Linked DNA regions of Arachis hypogaea: region 1 is linked to region 2. A link is a contact called in public Hi-C data. All regions are on one chromosome and are shown on one strand. Each heading gives the region's core, a stretch centred on a gene start, on an enhancer-like site or on the middle of the called end of the contact. The rest is flanking DNA. Distances are from core to core; before and after follow the strand shown.

What was found. Hi-C and Micro-C count contacts between places; a contact is called where the count stands out from the background.
Region 1: a contact with region 2 is called in a Hi-C map of leaf, with 3 times the contacts expected there. The contact joins the enhancer-like site here to the promoter of LOC112742963 in region 2. A contact is called at or near these places in 2 of 8 Hi-C or Micro-C datasets (both in leaf).

Annotation. Positions count from the first base shown.
Region 1 is chr14:114,841,508-114,848,076 of arahy.Tifrunner.gnm2.J5K5, forward strand. LOC112743754 (a long non-coding RNA gene) reads left to right here and starts at 6,295. Exons shown (of 2, transcript XR_011871850.1): 1 at 6,295-6,569. Within about 2 kb of position 1,539, at least 2 of the 3 cell types and tissues checked have open chromatin away from gene starts, as enhancers often do.
Region 2 is chr14:114,725,187-114,731,396 of arahy.Tifrunner.gnm2.J5K5, forward strand. It overlaps LOC112742963, which reads left to right and starts at 4,633. Exons shown (of 2, transcript XM_029292499.1): 1 at 4,633-5,007; 2 at 5,164-5,994. The coding sequence starts at 4,633. The coding sequence ends at 5,994.

The DNA of each region.
Region 1 (6,569 bases), core at 289-2,788, 110 kb after region 2:
GTTAAATGTGCCTTTTTAAATGGTTTCATTGATAGAGAATTATTTGTAGCCTAACCCCCCGGTTTTGAAAACAAAGATTTTCCAAATCATGTTTTTAAACTTTCAAAGGCCCTTTATGGCCTTAGGCAAGCTCCAAGAGCTTGGTATGAAAGGTTTAGTGCCTTCTTATCGAAAAATAAATTTCAAAGGGGTACTACCGATACCACTCTATTTATAAAATAATATAATGATGACATTTTACTTGTTCAAGTTTATGTGAATGATATTGTGTTTGGATCGGCAAATGAATCCTTGTGTGAAGAGTTTGGAAAACTAATGACTAGTAAGTTTGAGATGAGTTTGATGGGAGCATTAACTTTCTTTCTTGAACTTCAAATCAAACAAACTCCTAGTGGCATCTTTATTCACCAAGAAAAATATGCCAAAGAATTAATCAAGAAATTTGGTTTAGAAAATTCCAAACTAATGGGAACTCCCATGCATCCAAACACTAAACTTGACAAAGATAAAAATGGCAAAGATGCTGATGAAACAAGGTATAGAGAAATGATAGGATCTCTCATGTATCTTGCATCCCATAGGCTGAATATTGTTCAAAGTGTGGGTGTATGTTATCGATTTCAATCTCACTCAAAAGAATCACACCTTTTGGCCGTAAAAAGCAATTGGTTGACATTTTCACTAAACCACTATGTGAAGATAGATTTTATTTACTGAGAACTAATCTGGGAATGAGGAATTTCAATTCTATCGAATAAATTGGTAATTTTTTTGTTTCTGTGTGTTTTTGGTGAGTGGCAGCTGATGGGTAAAAGGGGATTAGGGTTTTGTGTGTTTAATTGTTTAGGGTTAGGAATTTTTGGGTAAATTAGGGTTTAATAAATTTTAAATCAAATTAGGTTATATTGTATTAATTTTGAAATCTAATTTAATCCCTCAAAATTATTTTTAAAATATTATTTAATTATCAATTTACTAATTAACTTTTAATCAAATATTCTAATTTAAAATTAGAGATAATATAATTATTTTTTTGTTTATAAAAAATTAAGTATTAAATTTCAAAATCTCAATTATATAAATAAAATCATATAAAATTCTTATTATTTTACAACTACTAAAATTTATAATTTAAATATAAAAAATATTCAATAATTATAAAATCAGATAAAAACCTTAATTTATTTTAAACTCAATTTATCAAAATTTGTTTTGATTATCTTTAATAAGATATTTTTAAAATTAAAGTTTTTAATAAATAAATAAATTAAATTTAACTCATAATAAAATTTTTTTAAAAATTCTGAGTCTTACAAAAATTAATTTTCTCAAATATTATAATTCTATAAATTTTCAAAGTTGAAGCACAAAATATATATTGACATAAAATTCGTTAAGAACTATCAAATAGATTAGTGGATATTTTCGTCGAAGACAAAAATTAAAAAGTAAATGCGTTGTGGACCATAGGGCCGAAGTGCAGCATATAATAGGATATTATTTTCAAAAAGGCCCACAGGATATGTCCAAACCAAAAGCTCCACAAGACCAAGCCTATATGAATAAGTGTGCTGAGCCAATTCATGGGTTATGAGTTATGACCCAACAAGTGAACAACCTGCTTAATTTTCTTGTTTGGCCTATTATTAATTAATTTATTTTCGTTAGGTAAATGTTTGTGTCAAATTTCATTTTTGTTTCTAACGTTTTATTTTCATTATATTTTAATTCTTAAATAAAAAATTTAAATCATACTCTTTTAGTTTTTTTCTTTTTCTCACTTTTTTTTGTCATAAAATCACTACCACCAAGGCCTCACCACCACACCACAACACTATTACCTCTCTACTTTCTCTTCGTTCTTTTTTCTCTTCTTTTCTTTCGACCTTTTTGTTTGAGATGATATATGTGCTAGGATAGTGATACTATATTGGTAATAGAGTGATAAGAAAAAAAAGAGAAAGAAAAAGAAAAGGATGGTGTTTACATTGGCAATAAAAAGAAGATGATAGGAATAAAAGAAAATAATAACTAAAAAGGAGTATAGTTGAAATAATAAAAAGGTTAGAGACATATAAAATATGACCTAACTTAAATATTAGATACTAAAATAATATTTTATTCTAACTAATGTCTTTTTACTTATAAAATGTTACCTTCTTTCATTTATGGTTTTTATATTATATTTTGATATTTTCTTTCTTTAAGTAAATTTATTTGCTATTATACACTAATAACTAATTTTAATAAAAAATAGTTGATTTTATGAGAATGCTGATGCAAATAAGGATGTTTAGTTTGATGTATAATTAACCAATTACTTTGGTCTCTAGGTGATTCTCTTATTAATTAGTTTTCTATCTATTGTGTCCACTTTAGTCATTTTAAAAAAATTATGTGATCATATATAATTATTTTTAATAATAAGAAATTATGGTATATTAATCTATTTTGACTTTCACTATAATATAATATGCAACAATAATGGTATGCGATAAAATCTAATTTTATGTAAATTATTGTATGTATTTTTAGAGATTTCATGTAATTTTTCTTTATTTTTGTACTTAATTGACTAGATTTGTCACTCTTGATTCTAATTGCGATTAACAATAAATTTATATGATTCTTGACCATAAATTGAATAAGTTTAGGTTCAGGTGGACGTACGGAATATGACTAAAAGAGGAAAGAATCACAAAACAAAAAATTTAATATTTGTGGTCTCGCCCAAGCAAAGAAGTGTCACGTAGGTAAAATATTACCCAAACAACATTTGTCGCTCAAGCGAAATTTCGCCCAGACAAGATTTTTCACCTAAACGACATTTTCGTCATGTGCCTGGGTTAACGAGCATGTGGGTTCGCGATTTGGATCCTAAAAAAGATCCAAGCATCAGATTTTTAAAGTATTTTAAGGAGAAATACAAGGAAGAACACTAAGTAGTCTTAGATTTTAGTTTTAGGATATTTTAGTTAAAATTTTAGAGAGAAGTTTCTAGAATTCTAAGATTTTTAGTTAATTTTCTCTAGTTCTAGGTTTTAGTTTTGTTAATTAATTATAGTTTTGAGCTTATAATTTTATTTTTCTACTTTAGTTTCTTTGAATTTCTTGTTACTTTCTCTATTTTGCTATTTTTAGTTTATGAACCATTGTTGGATTTTCATTTTTCTTTAATGTAATTTGACATTTTATGTTTTATTCATGCTTAATTGAGTTATTATTATTGCTTTCTTGCATTGGGTAGCAATAGATTTTACGAATTCTTGTAATTTATGATACTTTATGTTTATGCACACCAAGTGTTTGATAAATTGTTTACTTTAGTCATAGAGTAGATTTTTCTTTTCTTGGTTTAGGGTTGAGAAATTAGGTGACTTTGAGTCATTGATAATTTAGGATTGTTAATTAATCTTATCTCTATTGACGCTAATCTTTTACTAATTCAATTAGTAAGTTGGTTATTAGGACTTATGGATTATGATTAATTATACCTACTTGACTTTCATCAATGTGTAGAGGTTAATGAAGTGGGATTAATTTTTTATAATTGCTATATTTTTGTCAATGATAAGGATAGTGATCCTTAATCCTCAACCTAACTAAGACCCTTTTAGCATTTGAGTTTACTTTCTTTTTCTACTTAATTATCTTATTTTCTCTTAATTTTATTTCTTGTTTGCTCTTTTAATTTTTTGCTATTTAAATTTCTGTTAATTGTGATCCAAACCCCAATTTCTTCCGTAGTCAATAATTGAGCAATCCATTGTGATTTCTAGGGAGAACAAAGATTGAAACTTTTGGTTGTTGTTTTGAATTTGCGATATTTAAACTAAACTTTGAATAGCGTTGAATTCTAGTGTTTAGCGCTTGTTCAAAATTTTGACACTGTTACCAGAGATTGCAAATTACAATGTGTGCTTGTTATTAGCTATAGTGTGAATATTGTAAATATGCTTGTTTTTCAATTTTTGTTAGCTTTTTTATTTTAATTCTCTCTTCTCTTATGAGTTCTCATCCTTGTGACTTTGAGTATGGTTATGACTATATTGCAGAAAATAAAAATTTTAATGACGGTTACACCAAGAAAGAAATTATCAAGTGAGGAAGGAGTCATCGTATTTGTATGGATAATTCTCATGACAACAACCTCCTCCACCCTACTATGATCACAATCCTTCCCATTGTACATACCAATCCAATAGATATGAACGGTCTTTGCTATGATTATGAGCGGCAATGGTACATATCAATATGAATTTTAGTACTAATATCTTTGATTTTTTTATGAAAAATTTAATACTAATTATCACCACAATATTCATATTTATTATATCTTATTTGTTAATATTCATCCATATTGTCTATTGAATATTAATAGATAATTTTGTATATACAATGTATAACTATATATACTATTGTGTTAATTAATATCCTAAGGTTAATTCTTTGTAAAGAAATATGATGCAATTCCTAAAATAATAGTTAGCATAACGTATTCAAATTAATTTTTTTAACACATAACTAATAATATTATAATGAATTAATTAAAAATTTTTGAAAAAAAAATTGTTTAGTGCAATATAATTCGAATAGAGTGAATTCAAATTCTATATATAGAAATTTGTGTGTAAATCGAATAAGGGTGAGTTGATTTATCTAAGAAACACTCATTTGATTTATTACTATGAACAACATGCATGCATAAATTGAATCAGCTCAATTTGATTTATTTAAAATTCCAATAAATTAACTCATCCTCATTCTATTTATTACCAATCTCTTTAAATCGAATATAACTCATTCGATTTATATAAAAATGTGGTTATAGAAGATGCAAGTAATATTTTCAATTTTAGGAAATCTACTTAATTTCTTTCTTCAGCCGGTTTAATTACGTTTTTTTACCCAAAAAAATTACAAGTAATGAATTATCATTATTATTATTATTATTAACTTTCTGTCATATAGTCGTACCATCCATGATGTATTATGTCCACGCTTCTGAAGCCTGCACTTAATGAAAAGAGATAAGAGAGATGCTGCAGCTGTATGCATGTATGTACTTGTTTACTTGATTCATTGAAATTTTTCTGTCAAGTTAAAGTTGAAAAGTTACAGCTTTTATCCTGGATCTGTGGTTTCTAATGCCAGGGTCATAGAAGACAAGAAGACGTGTATTTAATTGCTTTACAGCATGCTGTATAGATATATGCATTCATCAATTCGGATTTTAAAAAGGCAAAGCTTAGAAGAAAAATTCAAAAAGGTAACAGAAAAAAAAAATGTGTGGGAAAAATGGGCCAAGACTTTGCAGACACGCAGGCTATGTTACCTAAGAAACACAGATTTGATGTGTCCAATTAGATTTAGCACATACGTGTCACTGTACATGCTGATGTCTCTTACCCACTTTTTCGTCCTTTCTTTTTCTTTTTTATTTTTCCTTTGTTTTTCGGTTGAGAATGTTAGTTGCAAATTCTAGTATTTAGATTTTAGATTTTGTTAGATAAATAATAATTTTTGTAAATAATAAATAATAGATTTTAGAATTGATCCAATAAAATAAAAAAAATATTCTATCTCTAAATTACTTCTTAAATTTTAATATTAGGATAATCATCTGCACATCTAGTAAATTGAATATCCAACTATTATTAACTGTGTATGAGTAAATCGATCAAAAAAAATAACTATCCAATTAAAAATAATTAACATAATCATCTGCATATCTATTAAATTGAACATCTAATATATCTATTATTCATATTATTTAATATTCTCATTATCTACCTATACTTTTTCTTACATTGTATATCATGATTAATCAGTTAATGACTTAATGTGCGTAGATAATTAAACAAATTACACATTTTCATGATTGGTTTGATACTAGATACTAATATTATAGCAATTAATTTCTCCAAACAACTTAACAAGTTTTTAAATAAGTTTATTATAAAGTTTATATAAGACAATTTTTTATTGGGTTTCAATTTTAAATATTTTTTAATTAAGTTTTGAATATTTTTGTTTTAAAAATTTTAGATATTTTTTTACATTAAATATTGACCGCAATAGTAGTTGTGTTTCCAATACTTTATTGATATTTTATTAGATTCACTAAAATTTTCATTATTTTTGGTTCATAATTTTCAAAATATTTGTTCATATAAATTCCTTATTATTTACATTCTTATCAAAAAACATATCTCACATAAAGGGAAAAACAAGAAGAAAGAAATATCCATCATGTATCCACAAAAAGGGAAATTGTATCCAATAAGATTAGGCATTGCCTCTTGTTTCGATCCGAATCACTTCACACATGCTTCACATTTAGACTCTTCCATCACATGCTAGTGCTACCTAGTAACTTCCAATTCCCAACAACCCAAAATGAAAAATACCAAACTCATTGAGAAACTTTGGTTAATTATTCTTTAGCTCCAACCAAACGATCTATCTGACTCTGAGTGTTAGAAAAGCAAAAAAATACAATACCATGGAAGAAGGAAGAATCAATATTCCTAGCATACCCTCAAGAAGAGAAGCTTCTCCTTACCAAG
Region 2 (6,210 bases), core at 3,383-5,882:
TATCACCGTTTGTGTGCGTGGCATCCGCTGAGGAATGCCACTTCTAACCTAAGCAACCTCACATTTACTTCTAAATTTAAGAAATGCATGCTGTTCGATTATGAGATTTCGGAGTTTGAAGATCATTAGCATTATATGGTCGATGCGCTGGGTCTGTCTGATAATCAATGGGTTTCTGACCTTTACCCTAGGAGAAGTATGTGCGCAACTGCACATATACGAAGCAACTTCTTTGGGGGTTTTCGTACAACGTCAAGGTGCAAAGGGTTACACTCAATGCTCGGTAAATTTGTCCAGTCTCACCATAATTTGAGGGACTTTGTTGAGTAGTTTATGCATTGCATATCCTAAATGAGGTCCAGGAAAGCACACTCTGATATGTTATCCGTGGTTGGGGAACCAGTGCTACAGAGTCCGTTTCATGATTTGGAGAGGTCAGTTGCAAAGAAGCTCACAAGGGCGATTTTCTTCAACTTCAGGACCATACTTTTCCACGCTTGCACATTGAAGGTACGGACATACACATGGAACCATACTTGTGATACATTTACTTTGTCGAGGTCAGCTAATGCGCGTAGGGAGTGGCAAGTGTGTCACTATGGTGACAGCAACATTTTCAAGTGCTCGTACTTGCGAATGGAGCCCCTTGGTATACCGTGTGATCACATTGTAGTAGTGCTTGTACATTTGGAGATGATTGACATACCAGACAGTCTTGTTCTTGATCGTTGGTCCAAGAGTGCTTGCTCCAAAGTAAGGGCGTTTGTGGAGAAAGGTCCGTTTTGCTGGGATTCAACAATCACTTGCCGCAATTGGATGTTGAATGATCTATGCAGAGAAATGTGTGTTCTGGTGTGTCGTGACGAAGCTGAATTTGCCGACATGATGGATAAAGTTCTTCATGAGATAGCGCGGCTGAAAGAGATAAAGGATTGTGGTGATACAGGAGGTCGCAATGAAGTTAGGGAAGCTTCAACACTAGAGGGTTGCGTGAGGGATCCACACATGGCGCGGTGTCGAAAGAGGCAAAGAAAGGAATCGGTGAAGGGGATGAAGAGGTGCGGTCTTTGTCGCCAGACAGGGCATAATCGACTATCTTGCCACTTAAATCCCAACAGCCGAATGAATACACAAGAGGGTGCATCATATTTTGGTGCTGAGGGTGAGGGCGAAACTGGGACAACAGATGACTCGCCTGAGGAGGTAACACAATGTCAATAAATTTGTTAAGTCGTCGTTTTTGTTGAATGTTTTGAGCATTTATCGATTGGTAGTTCATGGCTAATGGAATGTATCACTATAGCTGGCATGGGACGATGTAGTGGACGTTGGCTTGGACGAGGACTATGATTCACAGGGCACAATTTGGTAACCATTCATCTAGTTAGTGCGTTCACAGCTCACTCCAGTGGGAACGTGGGTCGTGTAATTGGTGTTCATATTATGCAAACGTTATGCAGTAGGTGTTTTAGTTTCTCAGTAGATCTTGCATCATGATCTATGTTTGGAAAAAGAATGGGTAGCTATAGGAGACTCTGTTCTGGACTGTTATAGTTGAAAATTGACCATATTGAGGCCGTGATATGACATTCTTTTGTTATGCGCTATATTGAAATTGCAAATTAATCTAGAGCATCCATGTTGCTGTATGAGACTGTAGGAGGCAAGATTAACTCTAGAAACTCAAGATAAAGAACACGGTATATAATAAAGTACTTAAACGTCATAAAAAGGAGTCAAACACTGTATCATCTACAAAAAGTTAAGTCAAGGAGTAATTTGTATCATATCAAGGGATAATTTGTTTGTCAAATAACAAAAGGCAATCCAAAATAACATGGTCAGCATGTTCATCATTTTAGTTGTAGTCATTCATAGTCAACAAATTGGACCAAGAGCTCGACGTCCGCGTTGGTCCTGGAGATCTCAAAGACAGCCATCTTCTCATCAGTTATGTTGCACTTGCGCAAGAATTCTGCCAACCCTCTGCTGATTGTGCCACAATTGCGCCTTCGCTTGCCCCCGTATCGGTCGTAGACGGCCCAGACGGAGATGTCCCCTGCACGCAAAGTGAGTATCACATCGTCGCCAACGTCGTCGCCAAAGTGCGGTACATTTGGCTGGGCAAACCAACAACGACAAAGAGATGTACTTAAAGTCATGTGTAACATGAATGCAATGTGCATGAAGTCAACTAGAATAAATCTGCCACTAATGATGGCATTATGAATAGTTAGAATGCAATTCGGTGCTTGTTTGTTAATAAATTGGAATTTAACAACAAAATAAAGGCATTACCAACAAATTTGTCTAATGAATTTCAACTCAACAACTGCTCCGCCACATAACCCAACCATTAAAATTAATCAACAGCACAACAACAACACACAAGATGTGGACTACCTACCAAGGACGGATTTATGTATAAGGCAGTGGGGGCAACTGCCCCCAGTCAAATTTCAAATAATAAAGAGTACTTCTTAGTGAAATGTCTAGATTGCCCCCATTATATAATTACTTTTGCCCCCAGCCCAAAGCCCCAGCCCCAAATCCCTAAACTATTCCCAGCCCAAAGCCCCAGCCCCAAATCCCTAAACTGTTCCCAGCCCCCAGCCCAACTTCTTCTCTCTTTCTCTCCAAATCCCTAACTTTTCCAGCCTCTGCCTTCCAACCTCCAAGCCCCAGAATTACTGCCGCCAGACCAGACTCCGCATTTTTGCCGCTCTGTGGCTCCGCCAGACCGCCAGTGTGGGCTGTGTGGCAGTGTCACTAGCTCCCTGTCACTCCGCGTTTCTGCTCCTCGCGACTCCGCAGTCTTCACGACTCCTTGTATCGCCGCGATTCTCCCGCGTGGCTCCGTCTCTGTTGGTTTCTCCTTGCATCGCCGCCACGCCGCGCCTAGGAGTTCTCACTTCTTAGGTTCTACCTTCTTTTGCGCCACTGCTTATGATTTGTGATTTTGGTGGATCTGCTGCTGCGTTCCTCTTCTGCGTTCCTTCCTTTGACACTCAGCAATTCGGCATCTGATTCTGCGATTCTGCCTTCTTCTTCAACGAACATCCATTTCTTCTGGGCTTCTGGAGTTCTGGTTGACTGGTTCTTTTTTATTCTACAATCCTCTTCTCTGTTGCCACTAGCGCCACACCGCTACTGGGTGTCTGGGTCATCCTCCTGAAGTTTAGTTTGCCTCTTGGTACATGATTGGGAACCCAAATCAACCTTTCAACTTATCAAGAGTGATAAACAACAAACAATTCTCAAGTCTACCCTGTAACCAATTAATTATAGCATATGTATATGATAAATAAATAAGCTTTTGGGGTGGGGAATGGTCGAATGTGGATTTAGAATAAAGGAATGGTTTGTGACTGAATAAGAATTAATAGTTAAGAATCAATAGGTCTTAGGTCAGGTGGTATTGTGTATTTGTCATAGTTATCAGAACCGAACCGGCAATCGACTCGGCCAAGTTACTGGGTCACTGGGTCATTGGTTCAACCGGTGGGTCACTGGTTCAACCGGTTGACCCGGTCATAATTAAATAATTATATAATTTTTTTATATCAAATTAACTTATTTTCTAATTCATTAATTAATTAGTATCTATTACATTATTCAAATATATGTTAAAAAAATATTAATATTAATAGATGTCATATAATTATCAGTAACAAAAATATGTCATGATTAATAAAAAAATTTTGCTTATCTTTTTTTAATTTATTGATATTTAACAAAGTTTAATTTTTATTTTAATAATGATATAATTAAAAAATAATTAATCTAAGAAAGAGTAAATATAAAATAAAAATAAATTAAATTAATATGAACAATTCATTAGAACAAAAAAATAAAAAATATATTAAATTTGCATGGCTAAAAGAATTAATATATAAATTATTAATTAGGATATATCTAATAGTTAATAATATATTCATAGAAAGATAAATTATAACACAAAATGTAAGCTTGTCCTAGTGGTAACAGGCTCCCTTTATAACTTGACTGATGCAAGTTCGAATCCCAGCGCTGGCATATGCTTCAAATTTTTGAAATTTGAGTGACGCGTGCTGACATCATCGGGCTGTGTGATGACGCCATCGGATCAACCGGCCCGGTTCGAGCCCCGGGTTTGATCGGGTTTTTCGAATTTGACCGGTTCGCATGCTTATCCGGTTAGATTGTTAATCCGGACCGGCTTATGGTCCGGTTCACCAGTTTTCCGGTTGAACCGACCGGTCCGGTCCGAGTTTGATAACTATGGTATTTGTGTTGGTTTTCATATACTTAATTCACTTAGTTGCTTCATTCATCTTTTCGTTCATTTGTTTCATTGTTTGATAAATGAAAATTTTATATAGTTGGTTTAGAAATTGTGAATTTGTGATTGAATTTGTTCTGATGTAATTTGTGATTGAAATTGTGAATTTGTGATTGAATTCGTTAATTATTTTTGTGTATTGAGTTATTTTGAATTAGAAATTTGGGATATTATTAGTTGCTAGCTTGCTGTTGTTGTTAATGGATCAATTTTTTATTTATATTTTTATGCTGAACTTCTCAATTTGGGAAGAATTGTAAATTAATTTTATTAATGAATTAATTTAGATTTATAATTTTAATCTATTAGTGATGGAGAAATATTTCAAAAGAACTTCATCATTGGAGATTGGATCCCAAAACAATTCATCGAGCTCTTCTAACAAGAGGAGATTTTTAGAATTTGAAGTAGAGAGTCTCATAGCAGATCCAGGACAACGACCAAAGATTTCAAGTTATCATCCGAATGACAGAGACAAAGTTAGATGCGCGTATTTGCAAAGAGGTCCTTGTCAACCGAGAACTCATGATTTTTTGCAAACTGCTTGTGGTTCTTCTTTTCGAAGATTCAATCCTAGTTGGTTTGATGATTATGGAAATTGGTTAGAGTATAGTATATCAAAAGATGCTGTTTTTTGTCTTTGTTGTTATCTTATGAAACTTGAGAATGATGGTGGCAATGCTTTTGTAACCAATGGCTTTTCAAATTGGAAAAAAAAAGGAGAGATTACAAACTCATGTTGGGATTCATGATAGTGCTCATAATCAAGCTTGGAGAAAATGTGAAGCACTTATGAAGCCAAAACAACACATTAGTGCTGCTATTGAAAAAAATCTGAGCAGGCTAAAAAGAATTATCAAATTCACTTGACAGCTACAATTGATTGTATTAGATTTCTTTTGCGACAAGGATTGACCTTTCGTGGTAATGATGAGACAGATGATTCTGTTAATCAAGAAAATTTTTTAGAACTTCTAAACTTTCTTGCACAACATAATGAAGAGATTGATCGTGCTTTTAAAAATGCTCGTGGGAGTCTTAAACTAAGAGCTCTCTCAATTCAAAAAGATATTGTAAGAGCGGCTGCAAGTGAAACGACAAAAGCTTTTGTAAATGATCTTGGGGATGAATTGTTTGCTGTTTTGGTTGATGAAGCTCGCGATATTTCTATTAAGGAGAAAATGTCTGTTTGTTTAAGGTATGTGAATAAAGAAGGGCAAGTTAGGGAGCATTTTCTTGGTCTTGTTCATGTTTCTAATACTAATGCTTTATCTCTAAAATTAGCATTGGAGTCATTATTAGAAACATATAATTTAAGTTTATCAAGAGTACGTGGCCAAGGATATGATGGTATAAGTAATATGCAAGGAGAATTTAATGGTTTGAAAACTTTGATATTGAAAGAAAATTCGTATGCTTTCTATGTACATTGCTTTGCCCACCAACTTCAGTTAGCTCTTGTAACGGTTGCAAAAAAACAAGTTGAAATTGCTTTGCTTTTTAATTTGTTAACCAATTTGTGCAATGTTGTTGGAGCTTCGTGTAAACGAAGAGATATGCTTCGTGATAGTCAAATGACTAAGACAATTGAAGCATTACAAAGTGGAGAAATTTCTAGTGGGCGTGGGTTGAATCAAGAAATAGCTTTGAAAAGAGCTGGAGATACTAGATAGGGTTCACACTATGGAACTATACTTCGATTAATTTCTTTGTTTCCTTCCGTGGTCAATGTTCTTGAATATGTTGAGAAAGATGGAAATAATTCAGAACAAAGAGCTGAAGCATGTCATTTATTGAATGTCATTCAATCCTTTGAATTCATTTTCAACTTACACTTGATGAAAAATATTTTGGGAGTTACTAATGAATTATCTCAAGCATTACAAAGG